Linked DNA regions of Zea mays: region 2 is linked to region 1. The links are chromatin contacts, called in public Hi-C maps. All regions are on one chromosome and are shown on one strand. The core of a region is the stretch at or near the end of the contact, and the rest is flanking DNA. Distances in the headings are between cores, read along the strand shown. Region 1 has its middle 7.4 kb from the start of LOC542605. Region 2 holds the start of LOC100273815 (O-fucosyltransferase family protein).

Region 1 (6,874 bases), core at 2,490-4,989:
GGTTTTAGTTACTTGTAAACAAGTGTTCAAGGGCATGGATGTAATTTTACCCGGGCTACGTTCCGTGACTATAAATAGATGAACAGTACCCTAGTACTGTTCACGCTGGATTGTAATCACTCTCGCGTCATCCTCATTCTCTCACCTTTTGGCAAGTCGAAGGTACCAATGTAATATGAATATTATTGATGTTTATTCATGTTTATAGAATATAGGTATAAATGAATCCTGAATACATAATTATCATTATCCTTATTCTTTATTCTTTTATATTCCTTCGCTTTCTTATTTACATTCAAGTTAACATGCTGAAATGATGAAGGTATATCCTTCATGACTTTCGTCTGAAAGATTATTATATTCGAGAGGAAATAATGCTTCGAAGGACGAAGATCTTTAATCATTAACAATTGTGTTACCTTGTTATTGATTTATAGTATTTGAGAACAAGTGACCAACAGATACATAGTATATACTACTAAACGACTCTCCCCTCTCTCTGTGTATATATATTAGTGAGGATGTTACCTAGCCAATTGGGTGTGTTGGTGGTGGAATTAGCAACAAGAATGGCGGATTGGGCATGTTGGAGTTTATGTGTAAATGTCATAAATATTGCAATAAATTTAGAATAAAATTTAAGGGTCCATGGTGGGGACGAAGGCGATAAGGTTTAGTGGCTGTTTGGCAGAGCTCACATAGCTGCACTTCTAGTGAGAATCACTCTAACGCAGCTGGATGACAAAAAAGTAAATTGCTCCATAGTAAGAGTGAAGTGAATCTAGTCACCATTTTGTACAAGAAAGTGGGAGCAAAAAAATCTGCTTCCCGCCACTCTCAACCTGCTCCCCACTCTCCAATCCCTCAAGAATCACTTCAGACACTATTTATCAAACAATTTTCGTCAGATAGATTCACTTCTACTAGAAAATCATTTGAAATCACTTTATTAAAGAATCAGCTCTCGGAGCTAGAAAATCAAGAAACGGAGCTCTACCAAACGAGCCATTAGTCCCACATAAAAAATAGAAGAAAAATAAAGTCAATTTAAATAGCTCCCTCATTATTCTTTGAAAGGAAGTACGAGAGGAGAAAGCTAAAACCACTCGTCGACATGTATACACATATTTTGTGTGATTATTCGCGTGAGTTATGACTTGCGATGGTGGATGCCAAATTTGTTTCTATCTTTTGCGTTTTTTTACAATTCTAACTTTGCCTTGCGTCATAAGTTTGAAAATAAATTGATCAGATTATGGAGATCGTAACTTTTTATTCTTTTTTACATGTGGTTATCTTAAGCCTAATATCCTATATAATAGAGAGGGCATTCTTCTTGAAAGACAAGAGAAATAACCAATCTATTACAGGTTAGAGTTTTAGGCAAGAGAATCGTCTCTGTTGTGTGATCTCAGGCTCCTCCATCTCTAGCGATGGCATGACGACGATGGTGGGAAGAACAATGTCCCTAAAACCTTGCTCTAGTGAAGAACCTACGGGGGTTGAGGTGAATTAGGTTTTTGGGCAGTGATCACTGGATTGCTCGTTTAGTCGATCTGATATCTATTGACTTCAACGACACCACGAACTCATCTTTGACCAAACTAGAGTGATCCTTGCTGTAAGTAATGATGAGTTTCTCTCTCATATTTCTATTAGATGCATTCAAGATAGATTTAATATGTTATATGGACACGATATTATTTACTACATGAGGTTTATCCATTATTCATCTAGTAATTGCTTTAGGAATTAATTTAATATTAAAAGTGCACAATTATCTAACAATCAAAAAACAGATAAGCATTTTAAGATGGGTAATAGCTTTGTTGATGTGATGAAACCTGAGAAGTTTGGTGGATCAAACTTTAAGAGATGGTTCAAAAAACTTGATTTGTGGCTCACTATTATGGACAAGCCTTGGTTGTCAAGCCTTGTGAAGGCCCTCCAAATGTTTAAAAATACGTAGAGTTCAACAAGGATAATGTGATAACAGTAGGTTGCATCTTGAATATGTTGTCTGACAAGCACTGTGATGTATACATAAGCATAAAGAGTGAAAATATCTCATAAAGAATATCAAACATAAGTATGGTGCCTTAGATATTGGGCATGAGTGTATGTCATTGAGTACTGTCATGACTACAACATAGTTGATAATCGCTTTGTGGTTGAGCAATCTCATGAGATACAACTCATTGTTCACACCAGGAAATTGGTAAATGTTTGTGGGTGATACTAAGAATGTGGGTGACGACGACTTTAATTTGACTTAAGTTCGTGGGTGCCTGTAACACCTAAAATCTTATTTTGGGATTTTTAAAAGTTTCTCCAAAAGATTTGAGAAAAAATGACTTCTAATAATAAATTATTTCCTTTATATCTCTAAAGTAGTTGAATAACAAAAATAAGAGTTTGATATCCAAAACTTAAATCCAAATCTTTAAACTAAAGGTTGGAACAATAAATAAAAGAAAGATTTCTAATCTATTTTTATTTTCTCTATAAACTATATAATTAAAGCACTCCTTAAAAATATTTGATTTAACATAACTAATGTAAAATATTATATATTAATAATCGTTTTGAGTAACTTTTGATTTGATCCCATATTCAAATATAATATTTTCCTAAAAGATATAATGTGTGGGTTGCATAATTGATACCATTTTTTGTATAAATAAATAAATTAATTAATTAAAATAAATTTATGTATTCATGTTGGGTTTTGGATTGTGCATTTTATGAAACCCCAAACTTAGATTTGCATTTGAATTCAACTAGAAGTTTGAAAAAGAAAACAGAAACAAAAATAGAAAAGGGAAATAGCTTACTTGGGCTGAATTCACCCACCCTGGCTCGTTTCTCCTTTTCGCCAGCCCAAGCGCGAGCGCGAGCCGTCAGGTGGGGATCGCTCCCCAATTCCTCATTAGCCACACCGTGTTCTGCTCCAGCCACTGGTGTGTGGGCCCAGCAGGTCTGCCGTTCGTTGACGTCATGCAGACGATGCAGTGGCGAGCGGAATAACAGAATTCCATTGGTAGAAGCGCGTTAGGTTCGCTCGATCCGGCCAGCTGAGCACCTCCTGGGTCGTCCCTGCCTATAAATTCGAGGGCGCCGCGTTGTTAATCCTTAGGTTGGCCAAAGTATACGCCTCATCGTGAGATAGAGAGAAGATAAAGGGGGAGCTGTCGCTGGTAATCTTCACCGCCGTGCGGGCCGCGACGGTTACACAAGGAACTTCACCAAGATCCAACGAAGGGGCGTGCGAATGATTACGGGCGCGTGATTGAGTGGGTGTCGATGAATTTCTCGCCGTCGTACCATGGGTGTCGTGGATCCGCTCCACACTGCGGGTCGGCCTCACCACAACGCCGACAATGGTGAGATTTCTTGCTAAGTGTTCGCCATCACGTAGATCACGTCAGGTTCAAGGGTTGCAAGCCTAGGCAAAGTTTCGCACTCGCCGATGATGGCCTCCACCACGGGGGCTTGGCGGCGCTGCCCAAAGTCGGTTGGGGGTGGGCGATGGGTTCTGGCCCGTTGATCCAACAACGAGCAATTTCGATTAGACAACACGTATCACTTTGGCGTAATCAATCCGAACTCTCGAATCGTGATCAAGTGGGTGATATCAAAATAGGATAAATTAAATCAGAGGTATAGAACTTGGATCCTGTGGCTGTTGAAGATACCGCTTCACGATCTATTCTAGGCCATGGATCTAAGATCCTAGGGCCCATATCGCGTACCGGTTCGATGGTTTGTTTTCAGCCATCGGATCTAGATCCAATGGTAAGGAAGTAACACTTGTTGTGAGCCGAGGCAATTTAGCTAAAGAGTCCCTGAAGTACTTCGAAATTAACCCGCCATCCTGTTTTTCATAGCAAAGCCCTCGGGTTAACTTTTAAAATTGCAAACCACTCACTGGACTCTCCAAATAGACCCATGTAGACTGATTTAGAGTTTAAAGTCAATATAAAAAGAATAGAAATCTAGATAAACCATATCTTATTCATTTTAAGTTCATTTTAGTCCATTGAAGTCGCGTTAGCTTCGTAATAAAATTGGCTATATAGTAACAACATTAGTTGTATCATGTCACACTTTTATAATTAGATATTTGTTTAATCTATGTTTAGTAGATTAACCTTTCTAAAGTTAATCTGAGAATAATTATAATTTGACTAAAATATTATCTCTAATCAAGTTATAATTTAGATTAAAGATGAGTTTGTATTTTGAATATCTTTCTCACACGATGTATATTAATCAACTTATAAACATAAGTTTTAATGTTTAATCACCTAAATCTTCAAAAAAACCATATCTTATTAATCGTAACTCCGATTTTAGTGAATCTCGAGCATACGATCTCGTAGCGGCGCATAGAATATTATTGTGTGGTTCGTTTTCATCTTTGGTGTAATGTTATTTTTACCTATTCTTTGTCTATCTATATGTATTGCTACGTGTAGAAACGAGGTAACGGGAATTGAAGGCCAAGTTTTGGGGAGACATATGGACAACATGTTATCATAAGTAAAAGGTAAGTTGTGTCCTTGGTCACTTTCTTTGACCTAATAATGTTCTGTTATTCACCTTGGCATAGTTAGGTTAAGCTGATGGAACCTAATAGGTTGCGTAGTTTGTTTATCCTACACCTTGCAAACAAATGAACTATTGGGTAGTCTTGCTATTGCTCTACCTGGTTTTGGGACTAATATTACATTTAAATTATGATCATGCTCTATTATTATTGTTGGTTTAATTATTGTTCATGATAAGATCATTTTGTTAATTGGAACATGGAGCGACCACCCGAGAAAACAGTGCTACCATAAGGTTGGCCAATTAATTTAGAAAGCTAGGGAAAGATTACCTTACCCGAAAGGGGGAAGCCGGGAGTGAATCGCTACAGAGTATGGGGAGGCTCTCGAGTCGAACTGTTTGTGATAGCTGTTCGGACGAGGGATTCATGTGCTTCCTTTTGCCTGAAACCGCAATGGGTTTTCTAAAACTAGTGGAATTTTGGAAAGGCTTTGTAGTGCTACTCTGCCTCGTCTCCTCGGTAGAGATGAATGGGAGTCGAGATTGCTTGGCAAATGGGTAACACGACTTGTGGGTAAAGATGCACAACCTTTTGCAGGATGTAAAACTGGTATATCAGTCATGCTCACGGTCAAGAGCGGCCCAGACCCTCACATGAGTAAGTTATGGAATTAAACTTAACCTTTCATTTGCATTGCATTGTGAGATTTATTCATCATTGAGATCAATTATTTAATTGGGTTGGTATTGACTTATACTTAATAATTGCTAATAGATTTTTGACCAACACTAAAAGCAATGCTCAGCCTTAACCATTTTCCTTGGTAAGCCTTACACTACACTTTTTCCCACATTTGCTGAGCAATGAACGCATGTGAGCTCACCCTTGCTATACTCACACGAGGTCAAGAATAGGTACCGCCAAGATGAGGAGCATAATTGATGCTACGATGAGTTCGAAAAGGTCTAGACCGTCGTCTCCCAGTCAACTATGGTTGCAGAGGATTGTTGCCATCATATGATGTATTTATTTAGTTATTTTGTACAGAACCCCTATATGTAATAAAGATGTGACATTAATTTCTGTACCATGAGTCATCGTATGTATGAGATATGATCCTAGCACACATTTGAGACGCGCCAGGGTTTGCCCTTAAATCCAGGTGTGACAGTACCGTTAACACTATCGCCCCCATGAACTTAACCTATTAAGTTCGTCGGCCCCCACAAACTTAACCTATTAAGCCTACTCTCCTACATAATAGAGAACATGTTCTCCTTGAAAGACCAGAGAAACAACAAATCTAAAATGTAAGTGTGTAATAGGAGAAACCTAAAATTTTAAGTGTTAGGGTGTTTGAAAGTCGCCTAGAGAGGGTGAACAGGAGAAACCTAAAATTTTAGCTCAAACAACAAAACTTGATCCGAGAGTTATAACTTTAAGCATTAGAACAAGAGTGGTTAGATTAGAGTAAGTTCAAGTTCAATACTGGCGATATGTTGCTAATAAATGTAAGTTTGTAATTGAACTTAGCAACAATGTTATATGTAAAATAAGAGCAACACAAGTATGAAGTTAGGTAGGAAAGGGCAAAGCAAATCAATATGAAAACACAAAGATACCACAATTTGTTTACTAGAGTTTCGATACACAAAGAAACCTACGTCTCCATTCAGGAGTCCACAAAGGTCTAGGCCTCTCTCAACCCTTTCTTCACTCAAGTGATCACTAGGATCAAACTTGAGTTCCATTCTCTTAGCTTAATGGTGAGACGGAGTTTTCGTAAAGCTCTCTACAACTTGGAAGCTCTTACTCACTTTACAATCTCAATGGGAGCTTAACTCCAAGACTCAATGATCACAACACACTCCACACTTTACCTCAACACAAGTGCACAACCTGCTTTCTCATAAAGAATGGTTATCACTAAGCTCACTACTCAATTTGGGTCACTTGGGACACTCGGATCACTTGGATCACTTGGAGGTGTTGCTCTAGCATTCTTTGATGTTGTATCAATTGGTTAGAGTAGTATTTATACGCTCCAAAAGCCTAGTCCACTACAAAAACTGGCCACACCGAACCAGTCTGGTTCTATGGTACACCATACCTCTCACTATGATCGTTGGTTAAAGTTGTCATCTTGTTAGTGTGCACCATACTGGTTAAGTAGCACACTAGACCTGCCACGTTAGCACCACATCAGCAGACCATTGGATCTTCTGCTTTTGACCATTAGATGTACTATGCGTCTGTTGCACATCAAACTAGTCTGGTGCACCATCTGTTGAAGTCCATCAAACAAGCTCTCTACGTGTTGAG
Region 2 (6,874 bases), core at 1,672-4,171, 200 kb after region 1:
TGCATGAGGAGTAATATCTACTAGACATGCAACATATTTTTATCTATCTAATAGAATATATATAATAAAGTTAAATATTATATGCATCACCTACTATATATAATTTGATATCTTTTAGATGTATAAGGGACTAAGAATAATATCTCTAGCACACATGCAATGCATTATCTATCTAAATATATTATATAATAGTTAAATATTAATTATACGTAGTCTAAACCTACATATAAGCCTACCCATCCCCACTTAAAGATCTCAGTGTCACACATAGACCATACATCTCACTTCGCCAAAAAAATTTCGTCAACAGTTGAAGTTATACCCATGGCAAAACTACTCTTGGGTTTGCTCCTTGCCCTTGCTATTCTAGGGACAACATCGGCTGCTGGTTGTGTACAAGACGCGGAAGACATGAAACGAGAGTGCAAGCAGTTTGAGCTATTCCCAGCGAACCCAAAGTTGCCACCGTCGGCAGCATGTTGTGCTGTGTGGAAGAGGGCAGATGTTCCATGCCTATGCAAATATGTTAACAAGGAAGTAGAGAAGGTATGGTGCATGGAGAAGGTTGTGTACGTCGCCAACTATTGTAAGAGGCCGTTTCAACCTGGCTACAAGTGCGGGAGTAAGTGAACACACCACATATATGTATACACACAATTGTGTCCATGTTTTATGCATATTGTTGTATGATGTAGATGACTTCAATCATGATTGATTTTATTTTCATGGTTTTTGCAGGTTATACAGTTCCTCTTAGTATGTAAAAGGAGTGGTTGGGACATGTGGTACTCTCTCCTAGAACTTTAATTTGAGATTTGTAACATGTGAGAGACTATTGAGAATAATATGTATGGAGTAATATGCTTCCTTCTTTTAAACTGATCTAATTACTTCCTTGGTTTTGTGTTTTAAAGGATCAAGATATCTAAGAGAGGATGAATGGGCTAATCTAAAATTTCTCACAACAAACAAATTCTAATGAAACCAACTTCACCCATTGTGCTTAAGGAACTATATATCTACTCTTAGCATAAAGTTTTTGCACACAAAGTTCAAACATTATTATAGTGTTACAATTCTAGTAATGTAAAACAAGAACTTAATTGCTCAAATTAAATGTTCAGAGTAAAGAAGGATTAGGAACATAATGATAATTTCCCGAGGTATCAAATAGTCGGTACTTCCTCACTAGTCCTTGTTAGAGAACCCACACAAGGGTTTTACCGCCCCTTGATTCGTACAAGAATCAAGTGCTCTCTATAGTTTGATTCTCAACACTTTGGCATGGTGAATCACGCGCAATCGTTTACAACATGAGTTGGGCCACCCATAATTCCATTGAGTGATCACTAAACTATCGATTGCCACCAAGGTATCCAGATGATGTCGAGCACAAAGTGTAATAAACACAAACTCTTACTTGACATAAACAAGCCCATTGAGAATGATTGATGCACACTTGTTCTATCCATGCACTAATGAGGTCTCTAATATCTATGATTATAAAATCTAAAACACTTCATTAAGCAAAGCCTCTTCCTTCAACTTCAATGGGTTTCATAAGATGAACAAATGGACAAGAGACCTCAAATATATAAAATGAGACTATAATTAGCATTCAAACATTCAATATGACATGGACTAAAATTTAGTAGCAATATCTAAACACTCTTAGGTCTCATTTGGCATAGCTCCACTCTATGATTCTCTAGCTCGGAGAGCTGATTCTTGAATAGAGTATTTCGAATTACTCTTTAGCAGAATTGAATATATCTACAAAAATTATTTGACAAATAATCCGTGAAGTGGTTCTTGAGAGGTTGAAGAGTGGGGAGCAGGTTGAAAACAACAAATTCTATGTTTTTCTCTTAATATTTTTAAAAGCTCCCGACCACAGTTTCTCCACGATCAGGTCCCAGCTTAAGCCCACCAGAAACCCTTTGGCAGGGTTTCTCGCTAGGGGCTTCTACTGTGGCTTCACATTTTTTATGAGCTGTACCAAACAATATTATAATAGATGACTTTCAGTAAAAACACTTTTTCATTTTAGGTTTAGTTTGAAAACTCTATTTTCTCAAGAGAAATTAGTTCATTTTTCCACGAGAAAATAGAATTCCTCGAAAAAATGGAGCTCTCAAACTAGCTCTTATATTGGACTGGTGAAGCTAAAAAAATTGGCTCACACAGCTTTGTCTTCTCTTTTGCAAATCTGCTCCCATCATACGAATAAAATCATAATCGCATTGTTCTGTTTTCGCCGTAGCCGCTGCCCCAGCCGTCGCCGTACCTGCATTGACGGGACCTCCCCGTCAAGGTGGCCCGGCAATCATGAGTTTTGTATGGATAGTTTACAAATTTTTATATATGTGGACGTTAGTTTATAATATTAAATTTTCAATTTTCAATGAGGTTCAAAATAATTATTGGGAATCACCTTTTTTATACATGCAAAATATATTATATTTAAGATTGAATTAATGATACTGAATATATAAAAATTCAGATAAGATTTATTTTGTAAAATAGCATAGAAGCCATATTGCCAAATGGTTTTTGATATAGCTTTAGCTTCATAGAAAAGCTGCTTACACGGAAAAATCAAAGTCAAAGCTATTTTTAGGAAGCTAAAGCCGTGTTAAATCGAAGCTATTTTTAGGAAGCTAAAGCCGTGTTAAAGGAGCCATAAGCTGTCCTATAACATCGTGTCTAACAGTTAATCTATATAATCTATATAGTCAGCGAAAATAGTGTTTTACATTATAGACTATACTATTTATACAGTCAATTTGGGAGCGAAGCCCATGTAAAGAAATGGGATAACGTAAGGAAAACTAAGCCCGGCCCGGTGGCCGACAAAAAGAAGTAACAAAGGCTACGGTTTGCCACTGGGCCGGACCGTTCCCATCTTGCAGTTGCGTCCCCTCTCGCTCGCGGCCATGGCGAAACCTCGCGGGGCGCCGAAGCTCCTCTACCCCCGCCACCGGCGGCTCCTACGGTCACCGATCTCGCGCTGCGCTTGCCTGTTCCTCGCCTTCGCTGCGCTCCTCCTCGTCTCCTCCCTGCACCAGGTCGTTCGGGTCGACCTACTACGCCCGGACCCGCCCCACCAGGCCCGTTTCGCGATCCTTCCTTCATTTTGGTTACTGGTAGCTTGCTGCTTGTTGAGGTTTCACTGCACGCATTGGTTAGCTAGGCATCGGTTTTTTTGTGTAATGCAGTTGCTGAATGCACGAAATTGCCTTGTTTGTGCTCACGTTGGTACTCAATTTAATCTCATTTTCCTGGTTGTTGATAGAGAAGCAAATAATAATAAGACCGAAACAGATTCTAGGCATTGCGTTCTATCCATATATGCAATGCAACATAGTAACATACCAATTGATCTTCGTTAAACTAGTACCAACTGCAGGCCAGATTGTTGGTGTCCTTTAACAAAAGAATTTAGCTACAGAGAGCAAATTGCTCCTGAAATTACTGCCAGTATAACACTAGTTGTTGGCGACAAGGGTAGACCAATCTTAAACATTCATGCCATCACGTGACTAAGGATAGGCCAACTCCAGATACTGTTGTGAGGGTAAAGTGAAATATTCTATCTAGGGAGAGAGATTAAAACTATTAGCTTGAGAAACTCCAGAAAAAAAACTTGGCCGGGGAGGGAAGGACCGCCCTCCCGGTATTATATTAAAAAGAGACAGAAATATGGCCCCGGACGAGAAAATCTCAAAATCTCTGAACCCTGACCACCATCACTAGCGGGCCATCACCTCTCACTCTACAACGGCCCGGCCGGAGGGTGACACATATGACGTAACCCGGGAGCGGGCGGGGCACAACGAGAGGATTTTTTAAAACAAGTCCGAACTTCGCCCTCGAGGGGGATCGAACTCGGGACCTGGAGGTGCTAATCGGAAGCCTTAACCATTACGCTAGACGCCCTTTCGCGAACCACTGTTTTCAAGTCATCCGACTAATCGCGATTAGTCGGGCAGGTCGCCTGGTAGTGGCCGATCAACCGGACGACTCGACTAGAGTATCAAGTCGTCCAGGTCGTCCGACTAGTCGTCGATTAGGGGTGATTAGTCATCCGACTAGATGGTAAATCGACCAGGATTTGTCCAAGCTGCTAGGGTTTTCTAGTGGGCCACTGGGCTTCTATTTTTAGGCCCATCTACAGTAGTATAAAGGCAATGCGCCACCACCCCTTGTCATCCCTTGAAACTTTTCCTCTCCTCTGCCAAGTCCAGAACACAGGCTGCGGCTCTAGAACACCAGCAGCAGCTCCAGAACACCGGCGGTGTCTCCAAAACACTAGCGACGAGATGAGCTCCTCATCTCAAGGTTCCCCCCCTTCTCCCCCTTTCCTATCTTTCCTATTGTCTGAATTCTGATGAATCTGAATCTGTTGGAGAAGCTGCTGCTGCTTTTTGCTTGGATGATGATATGCTCTAGGTAGTAGGTACTGCATTACTGCTTGTAGCCTTGTATTCAATATTTCAGTTTCAGTTCTGCTATAGTGCTATATGCCTATATTGCCTTTCAGTCTGTTACTCAGTTTCAATTTCATACTTATATAATACCTATTGCAGTATTGCTTATATATACATATATCATATTATATATACATATGCCCAGAAATATATAGGACGATTAGGGGACGACCAGAGGTCGACCAGGACCGATTAAGCGTCCTAATCGTCACCCTAATCGCGATTAGGCGCCTGGTCGGTCCTCTGGAACGACCAGCTGGTCGCCCGACCTGAAAACAATGCGAGAAACTTCAGAAGGGCATGAGAGAAAACTTTAATGCTTACTTTTGAGTTTTGACACCCTTATTTTGGATGATCAAATTCGAAATTGGACTGATGTTTTTTTCTTTAGTAAAGTTTCTTATGGTACTAATGTTTTGTATGCACTAACATGGGCAATAGAAGATTCACAGGTCAGCATAGGCTTATATACTTTTGGATATTTAGCATGTAAAGTCAATTTGCATGCTTTGCATTCTAGTGAAGCAAAACTGATATTAACAGATTTATTTATGAAGGCTAGTTATGCTACCACTCTTAGAAAATCTAATTGTCATTGAATTGAAGCAATACTTTATGTTCAGGTGTCAAATGATCAACTGTGGGCTTCTAATGGTTATGGTTATCATGCTTGTGTTACACCAACCTCTAGATATAAGGGTAAACTTTATTTTCTTTGCACCATTTTTTTTATATAATAAATCAAAGTCATCATGGTTATTTTATTAATATGAAATGCTTGAGGTCTCCATGATATCAAATGTTAGCTCTTGGCCGCAGTTGATTTTAGGGTACAAATTAGTGGATAATCCAGCTCTTGTTGACACCAACTCATGCATATGATTCACGCTCCTGATATCATCTTTACCCATTTTCTGAGACGGGTATAATATATATTTTTGTTATAGTGGTTTTGATTGTACAAGCTAGAAATTTAAACAAGAAGGTTTGATTTTACACTTTTTTAATTTATTAAAAAATAGTATATGTACGTTATCTGATCTAGGAACATAGGAGCAACACAACAATGACCAAATTGGAACTCATTCTTGTAATTATTCTTTGCACAGCCAATTATATGTATCCTTCTCTGTATATACGCAATCTGATAACATCACTCATGCGTAATGATGCATATGTGTATGTGGTATACTGGTATTGTGATAATGTTTCTGTCATTATCATTTCTGTTGATGGCTCTAACAATCGCTTTTGTATTATCAGTTCAAGGCAAGTCAGACAGCTACATGACTGTTAGAAGTAATGGAGGACTCAACCAAATGCGCACTGGAGTAAGTCCATTGCACCAAGACTTAACTCTAAGCTTTATATTTGTCTATCTTATGTGAGCATGCTTTTGCATCTATAGTTATATAGTAATATATTCTTGTTAGAAAGATTTGTTCCTGGTTTTTTTGCTGGTGTCTTCTGATTAATCTATGTTATGTTTGACTCAGTTATTGTTATTAATAGTTTCTGTATGTTTCTCCAGAAAATTCTGGTTTCCTATATTTAGTCTTAGCCTAATCTTCCCTCTGCAGATCTGTGATATGGTTGCAGTTGCCCGTTTGGTGAATGCAACACTTGTTATCCCTCAGTTAGATAAGCGATCCTTCTGGCAAGATACCAGGTTCTGAGTATTAGGTTATAGTTTAGCTATTGCCATATATTCTGTCTGATTGCTCCTTATTTTTTTGTTTAACAACTCCCACCACTATCTACAGTACATTTAAAGACATATTTGATGAGCCTCATTTTATTAAGGCTTTGGAAGGAGATGTCCACATTGTGAGTGACTTGCCTGGAAGTTTGCAATCTGCTCCAAGAGCCCGGAAACATTTCACCTCATGGTCCGGTGCAAGTTATTATGAGGAAGTGAAAGAGCTCTGGAAGAATCAGAAGGTAGTTCAGTTACATTTCAAACACCAAACTAAGGAAGTTCTCCTTTTTGCTGCTTATTATTTAATGTTGAATTGATTTTTATGATATGGTGGTTCCAGTTCGTGCAAAATGAGTTGAGGATGTCACGGTAGTAGTTCTTGTTGCAATGATATAGGGAGAGAAATAACGATTTCTGGATGTTGCTTGTATGTAGTATGGCGCTGTACTTTCTCATGGATGTGTTTATTAGGATTTTCTATGTTTCAGGGGTAATTGCCTGAAGTAGCTTTCCTCAATACATTTCTGTGATAGATTTGAAATAAAATTGTTTTGAGCATTGTTATTAAGCCACAAATGCAAACTGAGTTATGAGGAGTGTTAGAGTATATGGATTAGGCCCATGTGGCTAGGCCCATGAGGCCCGTGTATGAACTCTATATAGCCACCCTCTCTAGGGTTGGCCC

Evidence for each region. Hi-C and Micro-C count contacts between places; a contact is called where the count stands out from the background.
Region 2: a Hi-C map of leaf shows a contact between it and region 1, with 5 times the contacts expected there. The contact joins the promoter of LOC100273815 here to the enhancer-like site in region 1. A contact is called at or near these places in 2 of 25 Hi-C or Micro-C datasets (endosperm and leaf).

Annotation. Positions count from the first base shown.
Region 1 is chr3:140,048,027-140,054,900 of Zm-B73-REFERENCE-NAM-5.0, forward strand. No RefSeq gene overlaps it. Among protein-coding and RNA genes, the nearest start is that of LOC542605, 7.4 kb to the right of the region's middle. Within about 2 kb of position 3,740, at least 19 of the 20 cell types and tissues checked have an H3K27ac peak or open chromatin away from gene starts, as enhancers often do. A contact at or near this core is called in endosperm and leaf, where this site is marked.
Region 2 is chr3:140,245,901-140,252,774 of Zm-B73-REFERENCE-NAM-5.0, forward strand. LOC100273815 (O-fucosyltransferase family protein) reads left to right here and starts at 2,922. Exons shown (of 11, transcript NM_001360458.1): 1 at 2,922-3,110; 2 at 5,754-5,821; 3 at 6,071-6,159; 4 at 6,254-6,431. The coding sequence starts at 5,777. It overlaps LOC100286270, which reads left to right and starts at 239. Exons shown (of 2, transcript NM_001159157.2): 1 at 239-622; 2 at 739-913. The coding sequence starts at 325. The coding sequence ends at 764.